2 separate regions of the Zea mays genome follow, and region 1 is linked to region 2. The links are chromatin contacts, called in public Hi-C maps. All regions are on one chromosome and are shown on one strand. Each heading gives the region's core, a stretch centred on a gene start, on an enhancer-like site or on the middle of the called end of the contact. The rest is flanking DNA. Distances are from core to core; before and after follow the strand shown. Region 1 has its middle 75 kb from the start of LOC109940545. Region 2 holds the start of LOC100191527.

The links. A called contact is a pair of places that touch in the nucleus more often than the background predicts.
Region 1: a Hi-C map of ear shows a contact between it and region 2, with 3 times the contacts expected there. The contact joins the enhancer-like site here to the promoter of LOC100191527 in region 2. A contact is called at or near these places in 2 of 25 Hi-C or Micro-C datasets (ear and tassel).

The regions. Positions count from the first base shown.
Region 1 is chr6:136,748,997-136,754,902 of Zm-B73-REFERENCE-NAM-5.0, reverse strand. No RefSeq gene overlaps it. Among protein-coding and RNA genes, the nearest start is that of LOC109940545, 75 kb to the left of the region's middle. Within about 2 kb of position 2,807, at least 8 of the 20 cell types and tissues checked have an H3K27ac peak or open chromatin away from gene starts, as enhancers often do. A contact at or near this core is called in ear, where this site is marked.
Region 2 is chr6:136,215,021-136,220,628 of Zm-B73-REFERENCE-NAM-5.0, reverse strand. LOC100191527 reads right to left here and starts at 2,460. Exons shown (of 5, transcript NM_001406549.1): 1 at 1,798-2,460. The coding sequence starts at 2,242.

The DNA of each region.
Region 1 (5,906 bases), core at 1,558-4,057, 530 kb before region 2:
TGCCTAGTGAACTTTCCTAAAATATGGGCAAGAGGGTGCGGCGGTGGTTTGGTGTCAAGTCACGTTAACATGGGGTGGTAGTCTTGGCTAAGGTACCTCACCCAAAGGGTCAACAATTCTGACATGGAAACTGTCGGTACCCCGAATATGGGGTACCCATTCCTGATATGTCAAGGTGAGTCCTCGGGGGGCCACTGTTAAGGATTTCTTAGGCAGTCGGCCCAGCACGGGGCTAATGCCCACTATATAGAGTCATGACCAGGCCAGACCCACCGCATGTATAGGACCGCTGCCTCCATCTAGCCCCATGAGGGGAGGAATTAACATCTTTGGCTATAGGCCAAGGATCCTACAATAAGGACCTGGACCTCCTTGTGACTCATCAAATCCCCAGTCAAAGGTATCCGAAGAGAACATTAAGCCCCAAAGGAGAAGGAGCTCTCTAGTTAACAACACCAATCCTTCAGAAAGACTTTGGGCATGGAAGACACCATTCGGACCTCAGGCTAGGTGAGGTCCCGAGTCACCACGCATCCGGGTAGGGGCGATAGGCACCTAGGCCCCTGCTGGTGTGGGTTGAGCCCTTGGTCCATAAAAAATTGGGAAGACAGTGTCACCATGTCTGCCCCTCAATGAGGCAGAGGTTTGGTGCTAACACGTGGCCAAATGCCTGTGACGTAAGCCACCAGACAATGCCTAAGGAAAGCCTCTGACATAGGCCCCCCAACGTTGAGTGCTGATGTGATGCTTGCTTGCCTGCATTAGTTGCAAGTAAACGTATCCTTGGCATTAAATGTGTGTGGCGTGCCTGTAACGTACAAGTTTATACTGTTACCCGTATGTTACCGAGGCAAGGGCATTGACCCAATGCGCCTTTTGGGTGTCGTTCATTATGACTTCTACTGTTCCTTGTGCGTTACCGAGGCATGAAGGGACAGGTGGAGGGGACAATATGACACCATCTGTTACACCCTACGCATGGCAACGTACCAGGCTACGCCACAACCTACAACAAGGCATGTGTTCCGATTAGGCGGGACAAGATGATAGGATAAGGACACTAAAAGATCACGCATCGCCCAAGAAGGTATACAAGATCCAACGTTATTAGCTCTATCCAGTTGTTTTCCACTCGATATTGTAAACTCTCCTAGGCCCACCAGTCAGGGCCTGAACGCCCTTGTAACGTGCCTCCTTTAGACTATAAAAGGGAGAGCACTTGCTCCATAGCAGGGGAGGTCAACTTACACTCAGACCTTCAACTCCTCAGTACTCAAGAAATACAACACACACTAGATGTAGGGTATTACGCTCCAGTGGCCTGAACCACTTTAAACCCTTGTGTTCTTGTGTTCATCTAGAAGGCCAAGCAATCACCAAGGCCTACTCCTCATCCGAGGATCAGGGCGGGTGCACTCCGCCACCTGGCCGGAGGATTCTCGCCTTGCATATGTCAACCGTTCCCACGGAGTCCTCCACTACATGAACATGTCCGCGCCACTCGAGAGTACATTACCCTACTAGGAGTGCTACTATGCTAGGAGGGTATATGCTACTCCTGCCATCTCTCACTCCCAGTGCACGATTGTATCTTCATGTATGGAATAGCTGGGTTCAAGCTTACCCTGTCCCATACCAGGATATGTGGCTAGTTGCAAAGTCTCAACCACAACAGGCCAATCAACGATACGATCCTTAATCGACACAGACATGCGACCTTGTCTACTCAGCGTCTGGTCTAGATTTATTCAAACCCTTTCCCCATTTTGGTACCCGACATGGATACTCTTTGAGAGTGATGAGCCCACTCCGGCCATAGAGGATTCATGACCTTAGTTTGTTTTGATTGTTGAATCAAAAAGTCCAAAACCAATGTTCCGCATCATTCTTTTTGAAAACAAAGGATTTTCCTGTTTCTAAGCAGGGCTAAGCATTATCAGTTCTTTTTATAAATCAGGGATCAAGGTATGGTATTCAAATTTCAAGGAATGGTAATGCATCAATTGTTCATCACACAACTCCTATCACCTAATGCATCATATAAGGTGATAAAGCATTTAAAACACATGGAATGGGCAAATGCACCGGGGTTTACCTTATTACAGGAGGAGATCTGAGATCTTCTATTACAATAAGCAGTTAGATGGAGTCCACCACTGGATCAACAACACTGGAGCAGGCTCCTTCACAAATCACTTCTTGATATTCTACATGAAATGCCATGGTTATGGATGCATGTGCATATGCTACTAGCAAGGAAGGTATTACAAAGCATTACAAGATTACAATTACAAGCTATCACCACAAGCCATAACTACCAGGGAGCTACTTATACTTAGAACTTATCTAACCATCCAGAACTTGCTAAGCAACTCCATTTTTCACTAATCACCCATGGTAAAACTCTTTTCCATTTTGAGCAATAATTAATTTGCTAAGAAAATTTTGTCCAAACACATTCAAATTTTACCCAAGGGTTCACATGCTCAACATAAGTTTACACATTTTTTCTCATAATTTTTATTGCTCTATTTTTATTACTAAAATTTCAGATAAGCATTTTAAGGCACCTTTTATTCCTCTAAAAATATCTTTTTGGTACAAAAACTTGAAATCTATTTTTACCTGGAACTCTACTAATTTACCCACCTGACAAAACTTGTTTCATTATTTTAGTACCTTTCCACAATTTCTGGCCCAAAAAACAGACATCGGGCAGAAAAAAATGCTAAAACATATGAATAGTGGCGGGCCAGAACTGACTCAACCGGCCCAACTCTAAGCAAAACCAGACCACTGAAGAAGCGCTTACGCTTTAGGCTCCGGCTCCACATGCGCCCACGCTGCCTCTGCGCGCGCCGGCGGCGCCCAACTCCGATGGTGTCAAGCCGAGACAGCGGCGCCGTAGGGCTCCCAACCACGGCGTAGAAGGCATTAGCGACCCACTACGGAGAAAACGAACCCAAGAGCCCACACGCGACTGCCCCCAAACAAGGTCCGCCACGGCAAGGCCGATCCCAGCTGCGTTCACCAGCGGCGCCGCGGCGTTCACGATGAGATACGGCAGTAGAGCTGAAAAGGAAAGTACCACGAGCTTCACTGGCTTAAGGGAATTACCAAACGCGACCGACACGGGCGAGCCACTCCTCGAGACGACCCGACCACGGTGGGGTTGAGAGGTGCAGGGTACGGTCACCAGCTGAAAGCAGACTATGGCATAAAGGGCGGCTGAGGGAAGATGAACGGCATAGCACAAGTCATCACGACACGGGAACATGGACAAATGAGCTACTCGCCAACCTTGGTTAATGACCACATGAAGGCAGTGAAGTTTTCTACACTACGCCATGGCAAAAGGGAAGACGCGCTGCACGGTGTTTGTTCTTATCACGATGGCAGACGTGGAATCACCAGTACTTGCATGAATTTGACATGGGCCCCAATACTCAAGCACACGTGGAGCAACTAGCTCACTGCATGCAGTGGACACGAGGCCACAGCCCCAAGACACCATGCACGACCAAGCCACAGTGAGGCAGTGGATGGAGATCAACGGTGTTTCAACAGAGGGCAAACATATAACTTAGTCATCCATAGTGGCTTCAGATGTTTCGAGTCCCAAAGGCTATCCATACCCTCACCAATCCACATCACCACTGACCAAAGACAACAGTCCCACAACAGGGACTTTAGATCTTTTGCCAAGTTTCAGGTCGACACTGAACTCACTGAGTTCAACATTTTATTTTTACTATCCATCTATACTGCATTTTTGTTTAGTTAATCTGAACCTACCTGACTGAGAGAAAAGTTTGGGACATTTTACTCTACTTTCAGTGCAGCACCAACCCCCACTCACCTTAAGGAACTTGCTCACCATAACATGTTTTTCATTCTACTATAGAACCCCCAGTCCAAAACTCCATGGGTTTGTTACTACGAACCTCCAAATTCGAGCAAAATCCACAGAAATTCAACTTTCAGCTAACTGTGCAAGGGTTCAGACCTTACCAGTCTGACAGCTTAATTTAGAACCAGGTTTACTCCCAAGTCTGTTCAGGATCAAATCTATCATGCTTAAATACTTTTGATCACAAACCTATGGACTCATCTTTGGTGCAGAAGGTATGGCTCACATCCCCAGAAATCAGAGTCTAGCAAGCTACAAAGCTGAGCACAGCACACTGAATAAGTAGGCAAAAGCGGAGGTTCACTGAACTTGTTCAACATCTGGTGGAGAGAAACTCCTATGGTGACAGCACTGCATGACTCCAACACGTGGAAAACAAGCACATACACCTCATCAGTCCATAAACTCAGCCAGGACAATGAACCAAGACTGGTTCACAGCATAGTACCCAAATGTCTCTTTTATCCAGGAACAAAGGCAATAGAAGGAGCAGATAAGAGAAGGGTAGCTGGAAACACCACTTGTGGCTAAGTACAAGGGAAGTCCCAGGTCTGATATTTTACAGGGGGTGAAGCCACTACAACCTTTGTTGTGCAGTTCACTCCAGCCAAAGCCAGCAAATAGGGCTTCACTACTTACAGCTCACCAAAACAATCCCAACTTGGATACTTCCAGCAGAGCTGAGATCTCTAGCCCCTTGGCTATGCACCACCTCCATACCATCAACTCACACCTATTAGGGAAACCAGCAGTGACAAGGTAATCTTCTTCAGTTACCCCACTTAAACCCTGAATCACTGAACCCACACGCCATTGCCCCCTGCACATCATCCTGTTTAACCCCTTAAATTCTCCCAGTTGCTAAGCAACAACAGGAGGACCAACCTTAAGGAGTTGTGTTCACCAACCCTCTAACTTTTTGCTGAAAAAATTATAATCCACAACCCCACAGATCAGCCATAAGGAAGTTCCAAAATCTGAAGAAAAATCTGAACCCAACTGCAACCAGGCCTGCTGCTCCATTTCACTCATTCCTGTTTGGTCCTCTTTATCTCACAAACTTACATGGCAGCAGATTCATCTTCATTCACAAGATTTATTCCCCAACCAATGCTCTACCAACTTGGTATAACATCCCCAGGTTGAAAACACATTGATCCATAGTTATGATTCCTCAAAGGAGAGCAAAATCACAGAAAAGTTCAGTTTCAGTGAACTGAAACAGCACTGCACCGATCTGACAGGGGGTTTTTCAATAGACTGTTCTCTAAATTTCATACAGTAGCAAGCCCAATTATTGGCATGAACATGTGGACCTATACTTGGTATTTCATTTTATTATAGCATTACTGCATCTTCATGGATTAATTACCACAAGGATCCAAAGGTGGGCAAAAGCATACTGAAACTGCCATCAACAGCCAACTAAACCGACACCTCTTAGGTCTGACCAAGGAAGTTGAGGTATACTTTGCTCCTAATTTTATGTAGAATCGTGCCCATCTCTATTTGGTAATCTTGTTAAGATTCATATGGGACTTAACTCCTCTATACACTTTATATCCCAAAACCCTATGGATTAGGCACAAAAAGGCTCCAAAACAGCACTCATCACACTGAACTTCAGGTGCAGACTACTGTTCCTGGTCTGAAAACCATAACACTTGTCAGCCCCACTTTGGATAGCGTTTTGTCCTAGTTGCAATTAGACTTAGGGCCATGCTACTTAACCAAATGTGTACTCGTAGTGTAGCTTTACAAGTTTACTGTAAAGACCAATAACTAAAAGCTCATGGTTTACAGATTATAGTGCTCCAAAGTTTGAACAAAACTCACTAAAATTCAGCTGCAATGGTTTGGCCAAGTCTGAAAACCCAATATCTGACAGCACATCTTTGGACAATATTTTCACCTAGTAGCACATAGTTTTAGATCTAGTAGACTTAATAAAAATTGTTCTACTATAGTTACTCTACAAGTTAACTATAGCAACTTG
Region 2 (5,608 bases), core at 1,211-3,710:
TGTTGTAGTACTTAAAATGCAAACTCATTTATTTATTTTGATTTGCATAAGATTGGACCATCCTAACTTTAAATCCTAGGTTCGTCAATGGTTTTAGAGAATACTGTAGTATTTAAGATATTGTGGTATTTTTTTAATACAGTGTTTGCTAGACTCTTCAAAAAACTCTGTTTTCAAAACTGCAGTTTTGACTATGCTGTAAAACTTAGCTCGAGACCAAAGTTCTCCATATAGTGGTAAAAAAAATTGTGGGAATGTCTTGGTATTTCAAAACTTTAGTATTCTAAAACTGTAGTAGTTTTCAAACACTTTATTTCCAAATAGAGCCTAATCGGTACTAAATACTAGTTAGTGGTTGCAACTGCACAGGATCAAATAATGGAGTACTCTGTGGGAGATGCATACTTGCAGGCAGGCAGGCTGCTTACTTGCATTGAATGGGAGGTGCCAAGAAATGATTGCACTTGCGCACAAAGGAAACGAGAGATTGATGAGAAGCCGCACGAGCTAGCCAACAAGCGCTGAGTTGGCGCCGGCGTGCTCCTCGCCCAACACGAAAACGTTGTTGACTGACTTAATGGCTGAGCACCCGACCGACGGCATCTCTAGTGTGATAGAGATACCGGACACGGCCAACCTGGACTACGACGACCAAACACCAAGCGTTAGGTATATGGCATCCACGTTCATACACGGAGCGTTAGGAGGGTTGTGTAATCAGGTCAGCAGGGACCCGGGCGTGGAGGCGCTGAACAAGATGCACGACGACGGCGGCAGGCCGCGCAACTTGCGCCTGGCGAGCGAGAGAACACGAGGCTCCAACGCTCCTCCAGCACCGCGGTGACGGGCCGGGCCTCCGTCAATTGGCAAGTGGCAACCAGAATCCAAAACGTGGCATGCCAACCCATGCTTGCCAGTGCCAGGCTCCTGACACACGGGCACGTCGGGCAGGGGGCAGATACTGGCGGGCGCGCTGTGCGCGTCGTGTGCTCGGCTCCGCCGATCCAAATCCATTAAGTATATTCTACGGCGCGGCATGACACCACCCCATCCCGTCGGCGGCGTCCAGCTCCGGCCGGGCGCGCTAACCACCTCGACCTCGCGTCGCACCCGTTTGCCGCTGCCCGCTGCCATGGTGTTTGGCTGTTTGTTCCGGGAGCGCCACGCTGACTGATATGATTCTACGAAATATTCTTTCTGACTACAAGGCACGCTACGCTGGATTGTTCCAGTACTACTGCTACACTATCACAGGAAGAGAGCCATTGTTTCTCCATAATAGTAGTAATAATAATAAAATAAATCTACCGACAACATTTGCTCTCGATATTCTATACACCACCTTCAAATTCTTGTTGCACTCCAGACATTCTTGATTCTTCTCTGAAAAAATATGTGTGTTTGAGCATTTCGATTTCAAGCACGTGGGCTGTGCAAGCAGACGCAGCTCAGCGACACCTACACGCGGGCACACAAATCACAGGCGATATTTGCTCGTCCTGGCCGCCTGGGCCTCGGCGCCGTGCGCACTGATGCCCGCCGCGCAACCTGCTAATCCAGCGCTAATGGCGCGGCCAATCGCAACGGCAAACGATGTCTCGGATGGCTCTGCGCCTGGGGCTGTGCTATGCGCGCGTCGCCGGGAAGGAAGCCGGCCGAACAGCGCTGCGAATTCGTCATTAATCGAGGAAGAGCAAGGAAGGAAGGGGGGATGCACGGATGGATGGAACCATGGAATCGAATCGAGAGGGAGGGGGATTTGAACTACTAGCTAGCTAGGTAGAGGCATGGACTCACAGATGAAGTCGAGGATGACGCGTCCGTCGGAGAGCCGCCCCGTGGGGTGGTGGAAGTAGGCCCTGCCCTCCGGCGGCGCGATGCGGATCCCCATGACCGCCGCCACGCCGCCCGTGTCGCTGTTGGAGTCGCCGAAGTTGAAGAGCACGACCCCGTCACCCTTCTTCTTCCTCCTCCTCCTCCTCCTCTGCGCCTGCTCATCCTCCCCCGTTTCTACCTCCACGGCGGGCACGGGCACAGGGACGGCCGCGGCTGCTGGGGCCGAGCGCACGACGCCGCCTCCGCTGGTACGGGCGGTGGTCGCCGGGACGGCTGGCCCCGGCATGTAGCGCAGCGTGGCCAGCACCACCGCCGCTGCCACCGCGCCCATCACGATGTAGTACTGTACCCGGAGCGGGCCCATCCGCTTCAGCGACCCGCCGCCGCCACTCGCCGCGCTCGCCATGGCCGCCGCCCTGGCTCTCTGCGTGCTGCGCTGTGGCGCCGCTCGCTAGCCCCCGCCAGCCAGCCGCTCAGGCTGTGTCCCCTGACCTGACCTCTGTAGCTGCAGTTTAAAATCGACTGCTGTGTGCTCCTCAGAGACGGACGGACGGACGGCCAACTAAAGCGTGTGGGGGGTTTTCTGCTCTGCTTGTTTATTTCGACCAAATTTTCGATGCACTGACTCCTCGCGAAAACATCAAGCGTATATGTAGCTTCGTCTCTCCGCGTCCGCGGCTGGGTGGCGCGAGGCTTTGGTGAGCATAAGAAAAGGATGGGCAGATGGAAACATCGCTTTGTACCAAACAAACATGTGGGGGGAACAAAGTAGTGAGAGAGTTGGTGAGGGCCTTTTTTATATAATTTGCCGCAAATATAATCCATTGCTTAGCTTTTTCTCGAAAGAAAAAGGTGACGTATATTGTTAAGCAGCCCCTAGGTAATAATCATTCATTGGTGCGGTGCAGCCACAGTTAGAGGAACTCCAATAGTTACGTAAGCTACTCCCTCGTGTTCCGAATCTAATTAAGGTCCCGTTTAGCATGGCTCCGGCTTCTCTAAAAATGACTCTGGCTTTACTTTCTCTTAAAAACAACTTTTTTATAAAAATCAGTGTATTTTAACAAATTATTTGGCAAAACGGCTTTTCTCGACGTGAGATGAGAGAATGCTCCTCTCTATAAAAATAGCTCCGGCTCCTCGATGCTTTTTGTTGAGATCCTTCAAGAGCTGGAGCCGGTTTGAGAGCCCTCCCAAACAGGCTCTAAGTCCACATTTTATAATAGATTAGTATGCTGGTGGTTTCTATTTCCACCTTACCGGTTATATATTAGCTATATATATACTTGATTAGTACTAGCGTACAAATACATTATATTTTTTCTGCATGGCAACATCTGTTTTTACCTTTTCTGATTTGAAGTGTGTTACATGATGAATTAAGAAATGCAGTAGCACCGACCTATCTCCTCGTGCTACCAATTTATATAACTTTTCTCAGATACGGATCGTCGTCAACGCCCCCGTTTAGTTTGAGGGACTAAATATTAGTACCTTAATTTTGGTTCTATTTATTCTCTAAATTGTCTAACGATGGAACTAAAACAGGGGTTGAACTGTTTTAGTCTTTAATTCCTCGACAAATAATTAAAAGAGACTAAATCATATTAATATCACATTTTTGTCCTTATTTTTTCAATTGCGGGAGAATTGTAAGGGATATTTTGGTTTTTCTATGATTCATTGGACTAAACTTTAGTCCTTTGCACTAAATAAACCAAACATGCCCTAAAAAGTTTGCGAGACGTTGCCCTAAAATTCAGTATCACATCATAGCCATCAGTACGGTTTTATTTTTGTGCTTGAAAATGAAGCACAGTCAGCTAGACTTTGCGATGAAAAGGCGCTTTACCAACTCGGTGGTTGTCACGCACCAATGCCATGGACATGGACGACGACGCGACGAAATTCTGGCCAAGCTATAGCTAGCTAGCTAGTGGCGTGTTTGGTGGCACGTTGGTCTCGGTAGCTTCCTTTGGGATGCTGCAACAGCGCAGATGGAACGACCGGCCGTCCCAGCCCGGCGAGAGGGAGGAGGACGCGACCCGCCGCAACGGCGACGCCGCAGCTGCCGGCAGGTCCGACGAGCGAGCAAAATATCCATCCACAGCACTACGTCCGTTTCATTTTAGTTGTCGCTGAGCGATAACTAAAAATAAACGAAAGGAGTATATATTTATTCTACCTAACCTCCTCTGCTCGTCTCAAGATCAATTTCTTGCATGCGACGCACTACATGCAAAATCGATCGACAGGGGCTCGCGCGCGGTGCAGCTGTTTTGTTTATTCCATGCATGGCAATGCAAGCGTCAAACTATATTGAAACCGGAAGAAATCAGAGGAGATACGGTGTGTTCTAGCTGCACACACGTCTTTGCTCTCAGCAGTGGCGGAAGAACAATGATGGTTTAGTGTGACATCAGTCATACCTTACTTTTAAAAACTCTTATATCTTCCACTATAACCACAAAACAAGACGCAATGTGGTGGATGTGTTACCTCGATTCTAGCAGCAGGACTTGAGTTCGATTTAGATTTTGAATTCTTGCAAATTTCATTTTTCAGCCATACCATATTTTTTCTTTGCCCTTCGCTACTGGCTCCTAGCGTACAATGTCTGACTGTTAAGGGCTTGATAGAACCATCTCTAACATGATGCGGTTTGAGGAGACAAAGTTAATTTCCAGTAGCTTCGTTGTAACTCTTCCTCGAACTAAATGATAATCAATCTCGATATGTTTCATGCGTGCACGAAAGACTAGATTAGCATAGAAATGCTTAGCCCCTATGTTACCACACACCACAACTTTGCTCCTCTAGGCGCATGAACTCTAATTTCCTGCATCACTATTTGTATCCACATCACCTCTACAGTAGCATTGACTTTAACCTTACATTCTATTTATGTGTTTGATCTCGAGCCTCGACATAGTCACTTGTTTCTTGGCACACCATGATATAAGAAACGGTCTTAGGAAGACCATAGAACCACCAGTAGACCTTCTGTCATCTGAGCATCTGACTCAATCAGCATGTGAAATGGCCCTATCCAACATTGGCTTGGACCTACTTAACATGACGCCAGCAACAGCTGAATGTTTGATATATCTTATAATATACTTGGCGGCAGTCCAGTGGTTTATAGTATGAGCATGAAGATATTAATAGATCTTATTCACCACAAAGAAAATGTTTGGTCATGTCAATGTGAGGTTTTGTAAAGCTCCAACGATACTACTGCACTAAAAAGCATAATTAGAGCCAAAGTACAGGGTCAAGATGACAAGCTAGAGGGGATGAATAGTCCTTTGTGAATCTTAAATATGTCGGGTAACTGAAATAAATATGGAATTAAACTACTCGGTTATCCAAGACTATAACCCTCTATCTATGTTCTCAAGCACTTTAAACGATTCTAGTTTAGCAACTAAGGTGTCAAGCTAGGTAGATCTCACTTATACAGGTCTAGTTAACATGGTCACACAAGACTATGCAACTAGTACTCAAATAAATGGAGAGCTCTTACAGTGAGCAAAGTTCACAAAGCCTAAGCGTACATTAGGATTACTCAACTAGTAAAGTTACACAAGCTAAACTGGAGAGCGAAACAAAAGTTAGCTATGCAAGTCAAGCAAAGTTGTTAAGCTATGCAAGCTTACTAGCACAAGAGCAACTTCTTTACTACACAAGTAAACTAGTTACAAGAACAACACTAAACATGAGCACAAGTATGAACAAGTGATACAAGCTAGTGTTAGGGATTTACAAACTA